2 separate regions of the Anas platyrhynchos genome follow, and region 1 is linked to region 2. A link is a contact called in public Hi-C data. All regions are on one chromosome and are shown on one strand. Each heading gives the region's core, a stretch centred on a gene start, on an enhancer-like site or on the middle of the called end of the contact. The rest is flanking DNA. Distances are from core to core; before and after follow the strand shown.

What was found. Hi-C and Micro-C count contacts between places; a contact is called where the count stands out from the background.
Region 1: a contact with region 2 is called in a Hi-C map of subcutaneous adipose tissue, with 1.9 times the contacts expected there. The contact joins the promoter of HECTD2 here to the enhancer-like site in region 2. A contact is called at or near these places in 3 of 8 Hi-C or Micro-C datasets (liver, skeletal muscle and subcutaneous adipose tissue).

Annotation. Positions count from the first base shown.
Region 1 is chr6:24,203,439-24,206,138 of IASCAAS_PekinDuck_T2T, forward strand. HECTD2 (HECT domain E3 ubiquitin protein ligase 2) reads left to right here and starts at 1,436. Exons shown (of 20, transcript XR_011810068.1): 1 at 1,436-2,004.
Region 2 is chr6:24,021,783-24,024,482 of IASCAAS_PekinDuck_T2T, forward strand. All of the region lies in intron 5 of RPP30 (ribonuclease P/MRP subunit p30), which reads left to right. Among named protein-coding and RNA genes, the nearest start is that of RPP30, 6.2 kb to the left of the region's middle. Within about 2 kb of position 1,374, at least 1 of the 8 cell types and tissues checked has an H3K27ac peak or open chromatin away from gene starts, as enhancers often do. A contact at or near this core is called in subcutaneous adipose tissue, where this site is marked.

The DNA of each region.
Region 1 (2,700 bases), core at 186-2,685, 180 kb after region 2:
CAGACCCTTCCATGTTTCCAGTTGGCATAGCTCCACAGAACCACTATGCCAATTACTTCCAGTTGAGAACTACCACTGGGTGTATAGCTGCTTGTACTGAAGTTGTTGCAATTACTATCATTATGTTATTTCTCGGCAAGGAAAATAAAAAAATGAGTGAGTTTTGGGGGGCTTCGTTTAACTGCAGTGAGCCACTTACTCATGCCAACCACTGAGAGCAACTTGGAGGCAAGCACAGTGAGAAGTGAACTTCTTGGAAAGAACGGCTTTCAAATTTAACTTGGTAGGGAGACAAAGGGATTTCTTAATGAAACCTAATAAACTTTAGGTCTGCCAGTTCCTTCACAAATGGAAAGCATTTTTCAATGTGTTAGATTACCACTGCAGTACCAATTATGCCCTTGCTTTTATGCATCATACAGAGATCTTTACCACAGCTCCAACCTGCGGGAGCTACTTGTGTAATGCCAGTTCCGGGGAAAAACTATTGTGTGGTTTACCTCTATCCAAGAAACCATCTTTAAGATTTCTTGTACATAACTATTCGCACTCCTTTGATTCCTGCACTAGGAGGGGAAGTCTCTAGGCTAATTAAGATCTGAAAGCAGCTAGCTTCAGGTGGCAGCTAGTAGTTTGAAGGACCTAAATGTTTTGTTGCTCAGTATAAACAACCACAACAGCCCTCTCATGTAGGACTCCCCATAGCTTTGCTTACCAAGTCAAGTGGTAGGTCAGTACCCCTAGACATTTACACTAGATGTTGTATTACGACCAGTTCAAGATAGCGTGTCTTCTAAACATTATTATTATTATTTTATTTTGTTAAACAGCAAAGCTTCAGCAAGCCCAGGGTATGGCACTGAGGCTCTGAAAATGGGTCATGCCTCAGAGGTCCTGAGCTTCTGCTGCTGCTGGATCCTGGCTGCGCTCTGTCTATGCCAGTGAGACACGGAGAGAATCTTTTTATGCTCAGCTTCTTTATTTTCCTCATTAAAGAACGTGAAACTGTAATTATATTACCATGTGGTAACAAGGCGCTGTGACAAACCCCAAACCCTGCCTGCGAGTGTAACGCACACCACGGCTGAGATGATGACGAGGAGGAGGAACGGTAGCGCCCCGCCGGCACCCACCCCGAAGTCCCTTATCCGTAACCCCTCATTAATTACTCGTATACTTAATTCACTCGCTGTCCTGCACCAGCCCCCTCAGGCCCGCGGCCGCAGCACCGGGCTCGCCCCCCACCACAGCGGCTGCGCAGAGTGCGGAGCACAGCCGCGATTCCCATACGGCCGGCGCCCGCGCTCCCCGCCCGGCGCCTTTTCCTGCGCTACGGAGTTTCCGTAGCCGTGTCCTCCGCTGCCCCCGCGCGGCGCCCCCGGTCGCCAGGCGCGTTTCTATGAGGCGCCTATAAACAACATGGCGGCGGCCGCCCCTCCGGCTGCCCGCCGTCTGTAGGTGGCGCGGCGGCTGAGCGGGGCGCGGGGGCAGCGGGGGACGGCGCCGCCGGCCGCCTCCGCCCCGCTCCGTCCCGCACGCTCCCACCCCGCTCTTCGCCGGGCCGCGGCGGGGGCGGCCGGGCCGCGCTCCGCCCCGCCGTGCGGGGGTGTCTGGGCGCCCGGGAGCAGCCCCGCTGCTGCGCGAGCGGAGCGGAGCGGCGCGGAGCTCCTCGGAGCGGCTGCTGGCCCGAGGGGACGGGGTGCGGGCACCGGCGAGGGGCCAGGAGCCGGGAGCGGGGCCAGGAGCGGGGCCATGTCGCTGCCGATACCCCCGACGGCCACGGCTGCCGCCGACCTCCCCCCCGGCCCCGGCCCCGGCCCCGACCCCGACCCCGGCGCGGAGCTGCCGCCGGGCGCGGAGCTGGGCCAGGGCAGCGCGGCCCCGCCGGCGGCCGAGGAGGAGGAAGGCGAGGGTGAGGAAGAAGAAGAGGAGGAGGAAGGGGAGAAGGAGAGGGAGAAGGAGAAGCTGCCGCCCCTCCCGGCGGCATCCAGCGCGGCGGCCGGGGTAGGTCGGGGCTCGGCGGGCGCTTGCTCCGCGCCCCGCTCCGGGCGGGCACCGCCGGCGGCGCCCCTCAGCTGCCGAGCCCGGGGCGGCTTTCATTCAAGTTTCTTAAAAATACCGAGCGCGCCTGGAAGCGGTGACATAACGGAGCTATAAATTCTCCCTCTACTTATAGTTCTGTAACATTTTACGACGGTCTGCTCGCTCGGGTTAGTCATGGCTGAGGATTTGCAGCGCTGTCGGTGGGGGTTTGGGAGCGGGGGCTCCGGCTCCTAATGCGCGTGTGGCAGCAGCCAGCTGGGAGAGGCTCCTGTATTTTTAACTTTTTATTTAGAAGTCTCTTCCGTTTTTTTGCGTTGTGTTGAAGCCAAGATGACGGAACAGCTCGGTAAGTGATGAATGAGTTAACGTGGGTTTAAAAAACTAAACGTCGAGAAAGGTATTTGCCAGAGCAATTTAGTTTCAAGAAACCTCATTTGAGATATTTAATCATATTTGAATTACAATTTTCTTTCTGCTGACTGTACAATATTGGGAAACATAAAATTTTCCTGGCATATGCCACTTATTGTGTATAATTCAATGTTAAAGCTTGTTGTAACTTATTCAGTCCATCAATGAAGCAAACGTTTTATCAACCCTATACTAATATAGTTATGAGACTACGGTTCAATGGTTCTGATAAGTATCAGATTTACT
Region 2 (2,700 bases), core at 124-2,623:
GGTACCTAAATGCCATTAGGTGCAGTAATTCTTCAGCTCTTAATAATGGCACCAAACATCATATCATTTTATTTTTCCCATCCTGAATAGACTTCTCCCATCAGAACAATTACTAGTTTTAAAACGCTGTCCAAAGCAGACTGATAATCAGCTCAGCTTGTGGGGTGATAGGTGTTAGTTTTCTCAGTCTTTCTCATATCTTTAATTTAAAAAAAAAAATCTAAAAATGTGGGAACGGCAGGTGTGAGTGATTTGATTGAGCATCTGAAAACAGGTCAGATTTTGGTTAAAATCTTTTGATTACAGAAAAATGAAAATGAAATTGTGACACAGCTGACCTATTGCAAGCTCCTATGTTGTATCATTAATGCTGAAATGGAGGAGCTTGATAGGAAGGAAGCAGGATTGTCCATGAGCCCATCTTAATTTCTGTCATGATGGTAGTGCTCTTGAGCTGGGGAAGAAACCCAAGCATGTTTCTTTCAGACTGCATAAGGTAAAGACCTTCATCCTTACATGTTCAAATTCAGAACAGATTTGTATGTTTGTCTTTTGTTTAAAGCTTCAAGGTTTCTAAGTGTGAGTGGAGAGCTCTGTCAATTTTGTAGAGGTATCAGCTGGGAGCATCTGGAACATGGAGTTTCAATATATACCTCTGGCTCTTACAACTCAGATCTTTCACTGTTTAGGATAAAGCCTTATAGGGTGGGTCTTGCTCCATAAGTTTTATTTTTTTAACTGGCTGTTGGTAACTTCGCGTTACCTCAAAAGCATCAGCTTTCTCACCAACAATTTGGCACTTAGATTCTTCTCCACAGAGCAGGACTGTTCATGTGTTTGTGAGATATACGTGACCATTAGAGATGTGCTTTAATTTTAGCGTGGCCTAAAAATAGTCTGTGCCCTCTCGTCACAAGCAAAGGAAGCTTTCCAGTGACTGAGAGGGGCAGTGATGTGTACTGAAAGATGTGCTCAAATTCTACGAGTAATTTGTATCCTCAGGGGTGTGAGGAAGCTCTGTTTGCCAAGATAATTGTAGAATGTGCTTCTTTAAGGCTCTCAAAGAGGATTGTTTGGGGCTGAAACTGGAATGCCCACTCTGTGCCAGCATTAAGGTCGGGCCTGTTGCTTTTCAAAAATGTTTTATTCTAATGTTTCTGTTTTATTCATGTTAGTTCTGCCTGCTATTTGCAGGCAATTAGCAAATAACCAGTATCTAAAAAATCGTGCTTATTTAAGTCTGAGGATGTACTGCAAACCCAGGTTTCAAAGTTGATTTGTAAAAATGTTTGCCAAAGCAAACCTGGCTGTCTTCAGACTGAGCACTGACGAATTTATTTTTGGCTGTTGGCAGTTTCCCAGCAGATGGGGCTCTTGCCTGCAGCGTGGCCAGAGAGGCACTGGGCTGTGCAATTGCTCCATGGTGTTTTCTGCATGAAGTTTGTGCACTTCAGATCCTTTTAGCAGACTGGCTAACCTTAACCTGCCTCTGTGTGTGACTTGTCCAGAAGCCAAAGCTGGGCTGAACATTGGAGTGTTTGGAGAAATCTTTTTGCCAACTTTCCATGCTTTCGGGTATTCCTCTATATGGGGAAGTATGACTCTTAATTTTGTTTTTCCTCGGTGGTGTTTTCTGATGTGTTCTTGTCACTGGAATCCTGTAGTTATCCTGGCACTTGGGTCACTCCCTTTCCCACTGTGCTTAATTGGCAAAATGGAAGAGAGTTTTCCAGTGTTTCTGGAGCTGATTAGGAAAGCTTGTTTTCTCATTGCATGGGGTGACTTGCCTGCTTCTGGTGTGTATTCTTGCTTTCCTTCATTTTTTGTCTTTCTCTCTTTTCTGAATTTCCTGTGGCCTCTTCTCTAGGACGTGAGTTCCTGTAAATCACCTCTGTCTAGATGGTAGTTTGTATCCCACATAAGAAAATATTAAATTTGGCTACAGAAAGGCTAAACTTGTATTTTAGACTTGCATTTGTAGTAGATTTAACCCGTGTCACGCGTAACAGAATTGGTAAAGGTAGGGCATGCGGATAAAGGTTAGCTTGAATGGCCTAGTACAGACAGTTTAACATCAAAAACCGTGTGGTTGGCATGATCCTTGAATTGTCTGGATGTATGGTGCAGGTCTCTTATCTGGAAAGGAGCGCTATCAACAGCTAAGAAACATTCCTAAAGCTGGGCCTCTGCTCTCATCTCTGTCCAAATTTCATGTGAACAAACTGGTAAAAGGTGAGGTTGCAGAGCTGTAGCCAGCCCTGCATTAGAGCAGAGTGCAGCCACCCTGCAGCCCCATTGCTTTCATGCTGCTGCAAAGAGGGATGAATGGCTGGCACCTGGCCCAGGTGTATTTGGAGCAGTTGCTGGCAAGTTTCTGAACACAAAGTGTTCCCCTACATGTAGAAAATTCCTTTTGAACATCTTCAGCACACTTGATCTTCTTTGTTACAACGTCACTTACAGGCATTAATCTGGTTCTGTGTAATAACCTTTACAGGGTAGGCATATATAATTCCTACAAGTCTTGCATGCAAGAGATTATATGTAAATGGAGGGCTCCCTTTTACGTCCGCTTAATTTTCCCTGTGTGTCAGTGTGGACTTCCTCCACGCTTTGTTCATTCTTTCCCACTATTAATACAGAGTATAAATTGCAGTGTGATTTCAGAGCTAAGCTTTTAAACCATGACCTCAGCTGCCA